2 separate regions of the Mus musculus genome follow, and region 1 is linked to region 2. The links are chromatin contacts, called in public HiChIP or PLAC-seq maps. All regions are on one chromosome and are shown on one strand. Each heading gives the region's core, a stretch centred on a gene start, on an enhancer-like site or on the middle of the called end of the contact. The rest is flanking DNA. Distances are from core to core; before and after follow the strand shown.

Region 1 (6,612 bases), core at 725-3,224, 40 kb before region 2:
ATTATGGGTTAACACATGAGTTTGTTTAAATGGATGCATAAAGATAAATATTAAAAATGTATCTGCTTATTGTCTAAAAGTGAATGAAAAAAAAGAAATAAAAAGGAAAGGAACAAGACTGATCGGTGTATGGTGGAGGAGAATGTTTATTATAGATATTACTATAGATATTACAGATAAACATAGCCAGAGGCAGGGGCATCTGGGAGACTCCAGAGTGGACAGGACCCTGAGCCACGTGAAGAGAGGAGAGAGGGGAAGGGAGAGGGGAGAGTTCAGGGAACCAAGTGAGGTAGCCAGGAAGCCCAAAAGAGAGTAGACTGAAAAGACCAGGTAATCAAAATGGCTGGATTATATATCGAAGGGCAGCTGACAGGAAGGACAGCCCAGTCCCTGTCCTGGAGAAGTTTAGGGTGGGAGGCATCCAGGAGGGCCCTGCAACAGGTAGGGACTGAGGGATGCTGGGAGAACCAAGTAGCCAGGTCCACTTTGATATGTTAATAACCATTTGCAGGTCCACTGTGATATGTTAAATGCGCACCTTATCCATTTGTCCTACGGTTTGACACTGTAAAGAAATTAGCTTACGCATTCTCTGGGTCTGTACTTCCTGAGACAAACACTGCTTCTGCAGTGCAGCTGAAGGTCTCGTTCCAAGGTGAGGCCAAGTGTGATGGTCATATTTATGGGCTAGCCTCCAGTTTAGAGGAGAGAAATCAAGCTATTTTTTTTCTGAGACAGAGGGAGGGAGACTGACTCACATTTCCTGAGCAAATTGCCAGTGCACCAAACAAGGAGCTTTATAAAAATGTTTCTCCCGTGGTCACTCAAGCCCTCCAAACAACCCAACTGGAATTAAACTTGGCAACGATTACTGAATATCGTCAGTGTCGGGCAGCTTACGGTTTCTGCAGCAAGAGCAGAATCAAAACTTGCCAGAAAGCACCTAAGCTGCTAGCTGCTCCCACAAGACTCCCAGATCCAAGAAAGCTTCCTGGCTTTTGTGCAGGCCCAGCTGGAGTTGAATTGTTTTTATTCTTTCCTGTAAGTAGGTTGTGGGAGGAAGTCTTTGGGCTGTTCTCTACTATTGAGTGGGAAGAATAATACAGGACTATTAGAGAAAAGGGAAAGTGGGAGAGGGAGGGGGAGGGTGTAACCATTGTAAAAATAAATCCATATCTTTTCGAGTAAAAAAAAAAAAAGAAAAGAAACCAATGTGTATTTGGTTTAGGAGTTTAGATATGGTCCAATGCATCTAAAGGGGGGTGGGGTGGGGGAGAAAGAAAGATAGAGCCTCAGAAACCAGAAAGACAATACACAAAAATTTTGACATTATGTTGACAATTGTAGCCCAAAGTGGTAGAACATTTTCCCAACACATTCAAAGTCTCCAATACTGCGAAGAGAATTTGGTATGTCTGTGTTTGGTTGCAGTTTACCATCTCTCTTCCATAGTGTCTCCACATCCGATGCTCTCCTCTCCTCATTCTCGGGTAGTAACTAGTACAAGTCTAGGCGACATTGGCAGGCGGGTCTCACCAACATCTGGATTTTATTTTATTTTTATTTTTTTTTCATATAAATTTTAAGTTTTATTTTTGGAAGTTACACATAGTTTAAAAGAACAATAGCTTTTTTTGTTTTCCAATGGATGTTATTACTCCTTAGAACATTAGATGAAGGCTTCACTTATGATTGAATGGATTTTAAATTAGTATTAAATAAGCAAATCTTACTACTCTTATCCCTCTTATTTCCTAAGACAGAAATTCCCTGAAGGATCTTGAGCTAGAAGTCTTGTTTTTCATGAAGAGACAGCATTATTGTGGCATCTTTCACAATAACCAAAAAATTGGGACTGCCCTTGTTTTTGTCTCCCTTTGGCTGGTCCCCCCTCCCCCCCCCCCGCCCCTCCGTGGCTGGTAACCTAGGCAACAGATTAACTGACTTGTGCTTGCTGAGGAGTCATCACAAAAGAATGGAAGTTCATTTTGCCTCACTTGCTTGGGATAACTAAGACTGCGCTCTATTTAGCAGGTTGAAGTTACTATGAAACCTGAAAATTATGCAGAGAGTCCAAATCTACAAGTGTCCAGTTAAAGCAAGGTTTTATTTAGTCCTGGCCAGAAAGATGCACACTGGCCAGGTCCATACCTGGGATTCTCAGAGAATGTTGCTGAATTAGGGCAGTCAAATTCCTTAAAGGCCAATCCCATAAGGCTAAGCACTTTCTGCCTCTGTCTAATTGGGGATGAGCATACATCCTGAGGTGCTTCCTGTCACACATCTCCCACCTATGTGTGGTCCAGCACATCCTTTGCAACTGGGGCAACCAACCTTGTGTGCTGAAGTGAAAACACATGATTTATTATCTTACATGAACATCAAATGGAACATTCCAAAAAGTTATTTGTCCCTGCCAGGCAGTGGTGGCACACACCTTTAATCCCTGCACTTGGGAGGCAGAGGCAGGAGGATCTCTGAGTTTGAGGCCAGCCTGGTCTACAGAGTAAGTTCCAGGACAACCAGGGCTATACAGGAAAAAAACCTGTCTCGAAAACCAAAAATGAGAAAAGAGGAGGAGGAGGAGGAGGAGGAGGAGAGTTATTTTTTCCTGGGCATGAAGGGTTTATAGATAGATTAATGATAGCCCTTATGCTACCTTCACTTGGTTAAAAGAACAATTGGTTTTTGAAATCTAGGATCTTAGAGACTTGACCTAGAAAACAAGAACATCTGGGAGCCAGAGAGAAGGTAATGGAGTCAAGATAATTTGAGTATGAAACAGTAAGGAAGGCCTCTAGGAGCTATGCTCCTTATAGTAGTTTGGAAGTAACAGGAATCTTGAGAGGCGTGTGTGTGTGTGTGTGTGTGTGTGTGTGTGTGTGTGTGTGTGTGTGTCCCCATGTCCCTGGAGACGAGCTGAGCAAAGTCATCCCTGTGGAATGAGGGTCCCAGCTGTCAACATCTGGCAGAAAGAGCAGATATCTCTTCATGGAAGTGGTCGCCTTTCAAAAGACTCTGTGATTTGGGCAACTGACATCTCATCAGTGTAGTAATGGACTGAGAGCTTTCCTCCTGCTCTTCTCATCATGGGTCTTCTTACATAAGCCTTGACCGTCTTTCATAGGAGATGAAGTGAAGCCCCCTAACAAGAGTTATCGACCGTAACAGACTTGATTAATTTAGCCCTGGAAAACAGTAAGATGTAGCATTTCCCACACTTTCATTGTGTCAGTAATCTCAACGAAAAACCAGAGCTACTGGCCTGCCAAGTTAATGGAGTCTAAAAGGTTTCTATCTACTTGTCACGGATGTTAGTTCTGATACAGTGGTAAACAAGGAATGGCTGTTCTGGAGAGCTAGAACCAGCCTAAGATAAAGTAACTAACCTCTGGACCTGCAACATTCCAACCTCCCCACAAGTTAAGATACAGTAACTAACCTCTGGACCTGCAACATTCCAACCTCCCCACGGTATCAGTTCCAATGAATCAGTCAGCTTCAGCAGACACAACTTCCTTTCAGGAATTCTCTTTCTTAATAAGTCTATCACTGTATAGCAATAGTACCACAAACCTAATAGACTAAAACATCATTCATTGGTTAAAGATTCAAGACAAATTCATTTGAACTCTCCTCCTTTCTCTGACCTGTGAGCTAGGTATAACTTCACTTCAGTCCTGTGAGTCCTGGTGCCTCAGCAGCTTCAGTCAGATATTCTGTAAGGTTCCACTGGAACGGGACCCTTGACCAAGTTCACCTGGCTACTGGTCACGTTCACATTCTTGCAGGCTGGCAGACTGAGGATCTTATTCCACAGATGGTATCTTTAATTCCTTGTGACATAAGTCTTTCCTTGTGGTCACTTGCTTCATCAGGACCAGTGAGTCAGTGGAGTTCACCAGCAGGGTCAAAGTTACAGCTGCATGCTCTGTGGTCATGCACAGCGTCTCGTCATCTGGGCTATATGCCACTGGTTAAAGCAAGCCACAGACTTCATCCACATTCAAGGAGAGGGGCTTAACACAGGGCGTGAGTTCCAGAATAAAGAGTATTTGTGTTCATCTTTATATGTACAACCTAAGTTATAGAATAATTTTATAATAATACTGAGAAGTTTGTGGGGACAAAGCCCACAAATCAAATACAGTGTTTACCATGATGGTTGTCACATTAGCATTCTTTTTTTAAAGCTTTATTTTATGTGTATGGGTGTTTTACCTATGTGTATATATGGGTGTATCACTTGTGATGGTCTCAGAGGCCAGAAGGAGCCATCTGATTTCTTGGAACTAGAGTTACAGACAGCCGTGGGCCACCATGAGCATGCTGGGAATTAAACCTGAATCTCAGTTATTTCTCTAGCCTCCATACTAGTATTCTTTTGCTAAATAGTCATTTACATACTTATAGCTTGCCACTTTATTATACATGCTTTTAAAAACATTTTTCTAATTATTCCTGAAAGGAGATTGTAGAGAGGAATATCTTGGCTGTTGTATGGATGCATCACCTGTCAATTTAAGAACCTATGCCCTATAGGAAAGGATAGAATAAAAGTTGAGACATTGCTGGGCAGTGGTGGCACACGCCTTTGATCTCAGCTCTTGGGGAGGCAGAGGCAGGTGGATTTCTGAGTTCCAGGTCAACTTGGTCTACAAAGTGAGTTCCAGGACAGCCAGGGCTACACAGAGAAACCCTGTCTCGAAAAACCAAAAAAACAAAAACAAAAACAAAAACAAAAAAACAAAAACCAAAACCAAAACCAAAAAACCAAACCAAAACAAAACAAAACAAAAAACCAAAAACAAACAAACAAAAAAGTTGAGACATCTGAAAAGCAGAAAGAATTCTGGGATAGAGCAAGGTGTGGGAGGAGACACAGGGGTGTCAGGATGTGAAGAGGACTGGCACATGGTACCTGAGCAGAGGTAAGCAGCCACATAGCCACATGGCAGAACGTAGATTAGTATAAATGGCTTATTTTAAACTATTAGTTAGCCAGGGAACGACCCTAGCTATATGGTATAGGTATTTGTAAGTATATTTTGAGTCTGAGTTCTTCTGGGGAACTTGGGGCTAGGATGAAAAACAGCCCATCATACAACTGGGAATGGATATAAATAAATAAGTAAATAAATAAATCAATAATCATGCATGATAGAGTTACTGTAAAAATAATCACTTTATTAAAGGGGAGCTAGGGTCTGAAGTATGTAGTATGTAACATTTACTCAACTGAGGAAAACACTCATGCCTACTAATCAGCTATAGAAAGCGCTCCTGTGAATCTTGATTTACACATTGCCGTGGCTTGACTGAGATGCACACACACACACACACACACACACACACACACACACACACACGTTTACTGTCTCTGCTTTGTGCTTACAGCAAAGGACTTGACCTCTCCCTCAGCATCCTGCTGCAGATGCAGAGGCTGACCCCTGTGGTCAGGCTTCTGCTCTGCCGTCAAGGGCTCCGCCTATCCCTTTGGAACTGTAAGTTAAAATAAACGTTATCTCCCTTAAGTTGCTTTTGGCCAGGGGACTTTGCCACAGGAACAGAAAGTAGCTAATGCTTGTATGAAAATGCAAATTAAAACAGTGATGTGCAAATATTATGTCATATTGACAAAGATTTGAAGGTTCTGTTAGGGGAGCTTGTGGGAAGAAACAGATAAGAAACTAACAAATGTAACAGATATCTGTGGGATACAGATAGGTGCAATGAAGAAAATTACAGTGGGATGAAGAGTCAGAGCGACAGAGCCGCAAACCCAGCTCCGGTGGTGCTTGTATGTGTGTGCGTGGAAAGCAGAGGACTACTGTATGTATTGTACCCTGTGTGCCATCTACTTACATTTGATTGATTGATTTTCTGGTGATTTATTGATTAAGTATGTTTACACATGCCACAGCGTATGTGGGATTCAGAGGAAAACTAGCAGGTTCTCTTTTTCCCATGTATAGGTTCCAGGGATCAAACTCAGGTCCTTCACTTTGGTAGCAGCTTCCTTACCCAATTAGAAATCTTGTGCCACACTCCTTCTCCATTTTGTTTCTGAGGCAGGATTTCTCTATGTAACAGCCCTAGCCTAGTGAGTCCTGGAACTGCTTTCTACACCAGGCTGCCTCAGACTAACTCACAGAAATCTGCCTGTCTCTGCCTCCTGAGTGTACCACCAAAACTGTCTCCCTCCTCCTTTAAAAAAAAATTAATTAATTAAAATAAATATATTTTTTTTGTTTATTGCCAGGATTTTCCCACGTATCTCTGGCTGGCCAGGAACTTGCTAAGTATACCTGGCTGGCCCCAAACTTAAAGAGATCTGCCTGCTTCTGCCAAATGCTGGGATTAAAAACATGTGCCACCATGCTTGTCCTGGCCATTTTTTAAAGACAAGGCCTGTAACCAACATGGAACTTATCAACAAGATTTGCTTTCTGGACTGTGACCCCCCCCTCCCCCCAGGTATCTCTTGACTCTGACTCCTCAATATTGAGATTGCAAGTGTGTGCCACACAATTACATTTTTAATGGGTTCTGGGGATCAACTATTGTTATCAATTACTACTACTACTACTATTATGCTTGTGAGTGACC
Region 2 (6,469 bases), core at 3,821-6,320:
TTGCTCCCAACTAAGTTCCTGTCCTGAAGCACGTGACCATAATACCCACCTAAGAGGACCATGACAACCAGTCACATAGCATACAGCCTAGAGTTCTTCACGCTAATGAGGTATTAGATAGGCCCCGAGTGTTTATAGCCAATGAATGTCCCTTCCTGGGTATCCCTTCCTGCAAAAGATATTTAATCTCTGGATTACCCTGAGTAAGATGTATGCATCTTCATCTGCAATAAATAAAACAGTTTGGATACGCAAGGACTATCTCCTTCATCAGGAACCACTGAGGGGGGGGGAAGCCTTTGTCTTTCGGAGCCATGCCTAAGTCTTCTGTAGAAGGCCGTTCTGTAAGTTCCCAACCCCTCGAGGTCCCCAGCCAGGTTGGGTGCACAGGAGTATGAGAACCTCAGCCTCCATCCTAGCCTGGGCTGGGAGCCCTATCCTAGACTGCACACCCGTGGCATTTCAACACCCCAGCGTGAGTCGGAAATGCAGAATGACCATGATTTGTTTCTTGATAATACTTTGCTAACTTATGACATAAGAATTGTTGCTTTGGGCTGGAGAGATGGCTCAACAGTTAAGAGCTCTGACTGTTCTTCCAGAGGTTCTGAGTTCAATTCCCAGCAACCACATGGTGGCTCACAACCATCTGTAATGGGATCTGATGCCCTCTTCGGGTTTGTCTGAAGATATCGACAGTGTACTCATATGAATAAGATAAATAAATCTTTAAAAAAAATGTTGCTTTAAACTTAAAATGAACATATGGAGCTAGTAACAGGTAATGAATGTTTACTCATGTACTAGTCTTAATGGAAAGACATGTAAACAATTCTGCTGTGACCCCTTAAGTCTTATAGGATTATGACATGAACTATTGCATTAAACTTACTATGAACTTACAGAATGTAAAGATGCTTAGAAAACCACGTGATCAATTATCCTGAGATAGTATAAAAACTAAGAACAATAAAGCAGCGATTTAGCCCTTCTCTGCTTGATCTAGTATGTGTGTGTTTATGTGTGCGCCTGACTTTCACCTTTTCTTTCTTCCTTTCTTTTCTTTTCTCTCTGGTTCACAAAGAGTTAAGGAACTCTGGGCCTCTCACCTGGCCAGTTAGGGGGTCCCTGAGTCAAAATGAAAAGAAACCAAGTAACTAAGTTTCTTTCCTCTTGCTGCTATCAGCAGGAATTAATTGCCAGAAGCCAACAGCTTTTGATCTCAGAATAACAAAAAAAGAGTTAAACTGCCAAAAGGTTTTGACCTTGATCACCAATGCCACCTTGCTGCCTGCCTCAGTTTACCCTGTGATGGTACCATATGTGCTTTCAACTCTTTCCATGCCATTACTTTAGTGTTTCAGCAATGCCTCCAAAATAAACATGTATTTGGAGAAAACAAAATCAAAGCAGTATCTGAAAATATTTTAGCTATGGCTCCTATTAACTAAAAATATATACATAAGGGGTTATAATGAGTTAACTAGCACATTAGATGCTGCAGATACAATGCTGAAGAAAAGACCAGTGCTAGTAGATTATCTGACAATAACTGAATAACATAGTATTACTGTAGAGCAAACATTGGTGCTATTAGTTGTGAAGTATGGCTAGGTTTTAGGGTTCAAAGTTGAGCCTTGTAAAACATTACATTTGCTAGGTGTTGAGACAGTGTGAAAAGGGATAGGACTAGGCAAAAGCTTGGACATAGAGCCCAGCACTAGTTCGACTTTGGGACTGCAGTGAACCTAAGTATATGCTCCAGCCCTTCCTTCCTCTGGGCCGCCCCTATGTGGCCTTGACAGAGGCTCTTGGGGATGGCAATATATATTCATCTTATTGTATGGATTGGTAGTATTTCCTAAGGACCAAGTTTGAAAAAAGAGCTGTGGCTTATGCTACCCAAAGCTGAAGGAGAATACATTCTGCTTGCAAAGTCAGAACTGTATCTCATGAGGCAAATATTCCTTGTACAGTAGCCTCAGAGCCCTGAGCATCCCCTAACCCAAATCCTCACTGGTATTGCAATAAAAGATAGGACACAGAACTCATGGGACTTTTCCTGCCCCCCCCCCCCCGTACCGTATTCCTGGGTCTTCTGTTTGAGGGCCTTTCAAACACTTGCACATCTAATGGGAAGACTGTCCTGAGCGTTTCCTGCCCCATTAATGTACACTTTTGAGGCTACTCTTGGGAAAGTGGTTTTGGCTCCTGCTAAATTGTTTTGTTGGCTGGAGCTTGGGTCCTGAATGCCAGCCAATAATCAGACTACTGACATTTCCAGAAAAGCAAGGGTTAAACTCTGCTCACTTCACACACTGCCTCAAATGCAGCAAGCAGTCTAGGGGGGAGTACCATGATTTCTAAATTACAAAACTGATGCTAGATGTACTCAGCCAACTTCCTAAAGTATCCAGCCTCACCACTGAACACACATCATAAGTGCATAAGAATTTACCTCTCCAAGACGATTCCCTAACTCTTTGAGGATAGAAATAAGTCTTAATTACATTGTATTTCCAGGAATGAACATGTACATTGACTGACTGAAGGCCTGTGTCAGGTAAGACTAAATAATATTATCCAATTCAAGATAGCTGAAGGACTGGCGAGATGGCTCAGCGGGTAAGAGCACTGATTGCTCTTGTGAAGGTCCTGAGTTCAAATCCCAGCAACCACATGATGAGATCTGATGCCCTCTTCAGGTGAGTCTGAAGACAGCTACAGTGTACTTACGCATAATAATAAATAAATCTTAAAAAAATAAAAAGATAGATGAAAAGAAAAAAGGAAGGAAGGAAGGAAGGAAGGAAGGAAGGAAGGAAGGAAGGAAGAAAACTCTGAACTGAATAAACAAAACCCCTAGCAAAGTCCAGGGCTCATGTCATATAAGGGGCCATAAGGAGCTCACCTACAGGATTTTTGCTCTCTTCATTGCTCTGTGTGGCTCTGAGTCCAGAAGAAGTTAATGATGTGAAGTCCCTGGTTCATGGTCCTGATGCTCTTGGCTTGATTCATGTGCCTAACCTGAGGCTGGTCCATTTGTCAGGACCAGATCACCCCCCCCCCCCACACTCTTAAAAATATCGGTGAGGTAATCAACTCCTCAGAGAACAGGGGACTGAGATGCATGTACATGCATGCATGCCTGTAAAGGGTTGTGGGGCACATAAACACTGGGCAGCCAAAGCAATTCTATTTTCATTTCCATTGCTGAGGTCTGTGTATCTTTCCTTTAGTTTGGATCTCTACGGCATATGGGTACTGGCTCACACTGGACTTGGTTAGTTGCAGGACAGGTCTTCCTGAGGTCAGGGTCACACTTCCTGTGTGGAGTCTTCCCCAGACTCCATTTCTCCGGGTACTTTTTTTTTTTTTTTTTGAGCCGCTTGTTCCATTCCTACTGTTTCCAGTAAGCTTCACAGTGCATGCAATGTCCTTTCAGACTCTTTGGCAACTAGTGAGTCATGTATACAAAGAACTATTCAAAGCAAAATGTGCTCAGTCTCTAAGAGAGTACTGAGAAGATGTTTGTCAAGCAGAGATAAAGGCCTACAACATCTGCCTGGGAGCATGAAAGCAGACAAGCCATCCAGAGACTCTGAAGCACCAAGGACAAAGTCAAGTATACCATGGATATTGATAACACCTGCGAGGAAACTGTAGCAGCTAGGTAGGTACCCACTGCAGCCCAGACCCCACACTTAGACCTTGAATTCAGTGCATCTTCACACTATGCTTGCAACTAAGTAACACTGTTCCGGTTGTTTAAGTAATTTGCTCAAGGTCACATGGGGAGGAGGCAGAAAGCAACTGGGTTTCTATCATGAACAATGGAAAGGTCTGGAACAGTGTTACAGCAAAGTTAGACTTGGAGCAGCTGTATCTTTCCCCATGGACTCAAATATTCTGAAAACAGAACCGCAGCTAGCTCACATTTGGGCTCTAGCATACCTGCATTTAAGTACATGTTAAATATATACCCACCTCGAATGGGCTATCCTCACCGTAAACCAGTGTTTTAAAGGCATCCAATCACCTGGTTCAAACCCAGGTTAGGGTACAGACGGGAAGTCCTGGACCCACTTAATGAGTGCTTTCTGTTCTGTATGACTGGGCAAGTGACCAGGCTTCAAGCTGAAGGTTTCGCTATGGTGAGAGACAATCTAACACGCTCCACAAGGATACAGAGGACATTTAGTAACTGCAAATAAGGTATATTAAATTCTTAAAACATTTAGGAGGGAAGGTGTCACAAGAAGCCAAAGGATTTTTCTTAGTTTCACAATTTCAGAACCCAATGCATTAGAACAAGACTGACACAGGTTCTATTTATAGAACATCAAAAGGATGGAAAACAGTTCATCTGATGGATATGCATGTACGCATACATATGAAATGAGAATGCCAGAGTAACTGTAAAGGACTCACAAGAGAATTCTTTACAGGGATAACTGTTCTTGGAGAAAAGGGCCTGGGCTCTGGGTCTCACGTTCACGGGAGGAGCTTGCCATGTGTGACCAAGGGCAAGTCACAGCTTCTCTGAGACAATTTTTTTCTCTCTAAAATGGAGCTAAATCTACTTCAAAGAGCTGTTGTGGAGATTAAGTAAGATCATGCGTGTAAGCTTGGCCATGCACCACAAATCAGCGATTATCACACCACCTTTGTGGGAGAGTTCTTTCTACAAAGAAGAGCCATTGTTTCTCCAGCTAGACCCCACTCACGAGGTCGGGGCGTGCAAGAAAGGTGCTTTAAACTGCCTGGAGTCAGGAGCTGCAGGAACCAAGCCGCAAGGCCCTTTCCATTTCCTAACCTTCCCTTTGGGGAAAGCACAGCCCCGCGCGCGTTCGGCGGCTACGGTCACGGCCCCGTCGTGGGTCTTCCCGGTCGTGGCGGCAGGGCAGCGAGGGCTCGCGGCCCGGTTCCACACCCGGCGTCGCATCAGCTCCCGCGGGCTCCGGCGGCCTTCCAGCCCGGCCTCCAGCCGGGATTGGCGCGCGAGGCGAAGGGGGGTGGCGGGGGCGGGGGCAGAGAGAGGTTCCTCGTGCGCGCCTCCTCGGCGCATTACGGTACCCTGGTTCCGCGCTCCAGCGGCCGGCCCAGCCTCGCGGTGGGGTCCGGAGAGCCGACGGGCGAGCGCGCGGGAGGGAGCGCGAACGGGAGCGCGAGGAGGAGGAGGCCGCCCAGCCCCGCGTCCAGCCCCGCGTCCAGCCCCGCGCCGCCGCAGCCATGGCGGAGCGCCGCGCCTTCGCTCAGAAGATCAGCAGGTACGCGGCGGGGAGCCCGGCCGGGCCCCCGGGGTGCGAGGGTGGGTGTGGCGCGGCCCACGGGCCTTGCCGCGCGGTCCCGGGCCTGCAGTCCGCGCCCCGCCAGGCCCGCAGGGCGTGCGGCAGCTCGGCGGTTCTTTGTGTCCGCAGTCGCGTCCTCCCCGGCGCTCCACGCCCACGCCCCGGCTCCGGGCGCCCCAACAAAAGGAACTGGCGTGGAGGCCACGGCGCTCACGCACCCGTCGCCACCGCTGACAGCACCCCGGACGCCCCGCCCGCCCCAGCGGCTCCGCACCCACGCCTGCACAGGCACACTGAGGCCGCAGTGCAAAGTTATGGGCTGCGGGACATGGGAGCACCCCACTTACCCGTGGGCTCGGTGGGCGTTCTTTCTCTGGCCCCAGAGGAAGATGGATGACCCGACCCGCACTGGGCTTTATGCGTGGGCCTAGGAGTAAACCACCCACCGAGGATAAGGTTCCCCAGCAGTTTACCTCCCTGTCCAGATAAAAAAATGGAAGGATGTTTGTAGAATTTAGCTATGGGATGTACTTATGGATAAGGAACTAGGCATTGTTTGTTTGTTGTCTCATTAAAGCCTTATTTCTGCGACTTAGGCTTAAAGAAAGGCAACATTCAGATGAAATTTTGTGATGGCTGTATATATTTCTGTGGTTCTGAATCTTTTTAGCTTGTTGATATTTGTAGAAGGTTTTTGGATATGTTGGAGAAAAGCTTTTATTAGTTTCCGGACCCCCACAATGTTAAGGCTTTTGGGACACTTTTTTTTTTTTCCCATTTAAAACTAACATCTCATTGCATCTCTGTCTTTGGCTAAGATCAGATGTAAATGAACCCTTTTTGAGTTTTAAAATATGTATTTCATATTCTTCTTAAATAAGTTCTTAGGAATATGGGTGCTACTGGTAGACTAAGATAAATTACAATACTGAGTGTTTTTAAAATCGGGACCTTCACCAGGTTGTTGAAATTCTCTTGCATGTTAGTTGTCTCATCTGAAAAATGGTAATAATGGTATCTAGCTTATTGGGTTGTCGTGAATTTTAAATGGTCATTTTTTTTATAAAGCACTTAATAGTGCATTGTCCATATTATCATTGAACATTTGTAATTGGGATTGGAAAGTATGAGTTTTTGTTTTGGGGTCTTAAGGCATGCCATTAAAGGACACATTTTGT

What was found. HiChIP or PLAC-seq counts read pairs in DNA pulled down with a chosen protein or histone mark.
Region 1: a contact with region 2 is called in an H3K27ac HiChIP or PLAC-seq map of embryonic stem cells, with 10 read pairs. The contact joins the enhancer-like site here to the promoter of Dock7 in region 2. A contact is called at or near these places in 22 of 39 promoter capture datasets (the 3T3-L1 cell line, 3T3-L1-derived adipocytes, the C10 cell line and 15 more), 1 of 15 datasets of contacts at CTCF or cohesin (the NIH/3T3 cell line), 52 of 484 Hi-C or Micro-C datasets (the 3T3-L1 cell line, 3T3-L1-derived adipocytes, the AML12 cell line and 32 more), 9 of 115 datasets of contacts at active chromatin or transcription factors (bone marrow-derived dendritic cells, bone marrow-derived macrophages, embryonic fibroblasts and 5 more) and 4 of 9 other capture datasets (adipose tissue, bone marrow-derived macrophages, liver and 1 more).

The regions. Positions count from the first base shown.
Region 1 is chr4:99,155,968-99,162,579 of GRCm38.p6, reverse strand. No RefSeq gene overlaps it. Among named protein-coding and RNA genes, the nearest start is that of Atg4c, 35 kb to the left of the region's middle. Within about 2 kb of position 1,974, at least 67 of the 459 cell types and tissues checked have an H3K27ac peak or open chromatin away from gene starts, as enhancers often do. A contact at or near this core is called in the C2C12 cell line, the MC38 cell line, the NIH/3T3 cell line and 12 more, where this site is marked.
Region 2 is chr4:99,119,526-99,125,994 of GRCm38.p6, reverse strand. It overlaps Dock7 (dedicator of cytokinesis 7), which reads left to right and starts at 5,070. Exons shown (of 50, transcript NM_001369286.1): 1 at 5,070-5,270. The coding sequence starts at 5,233.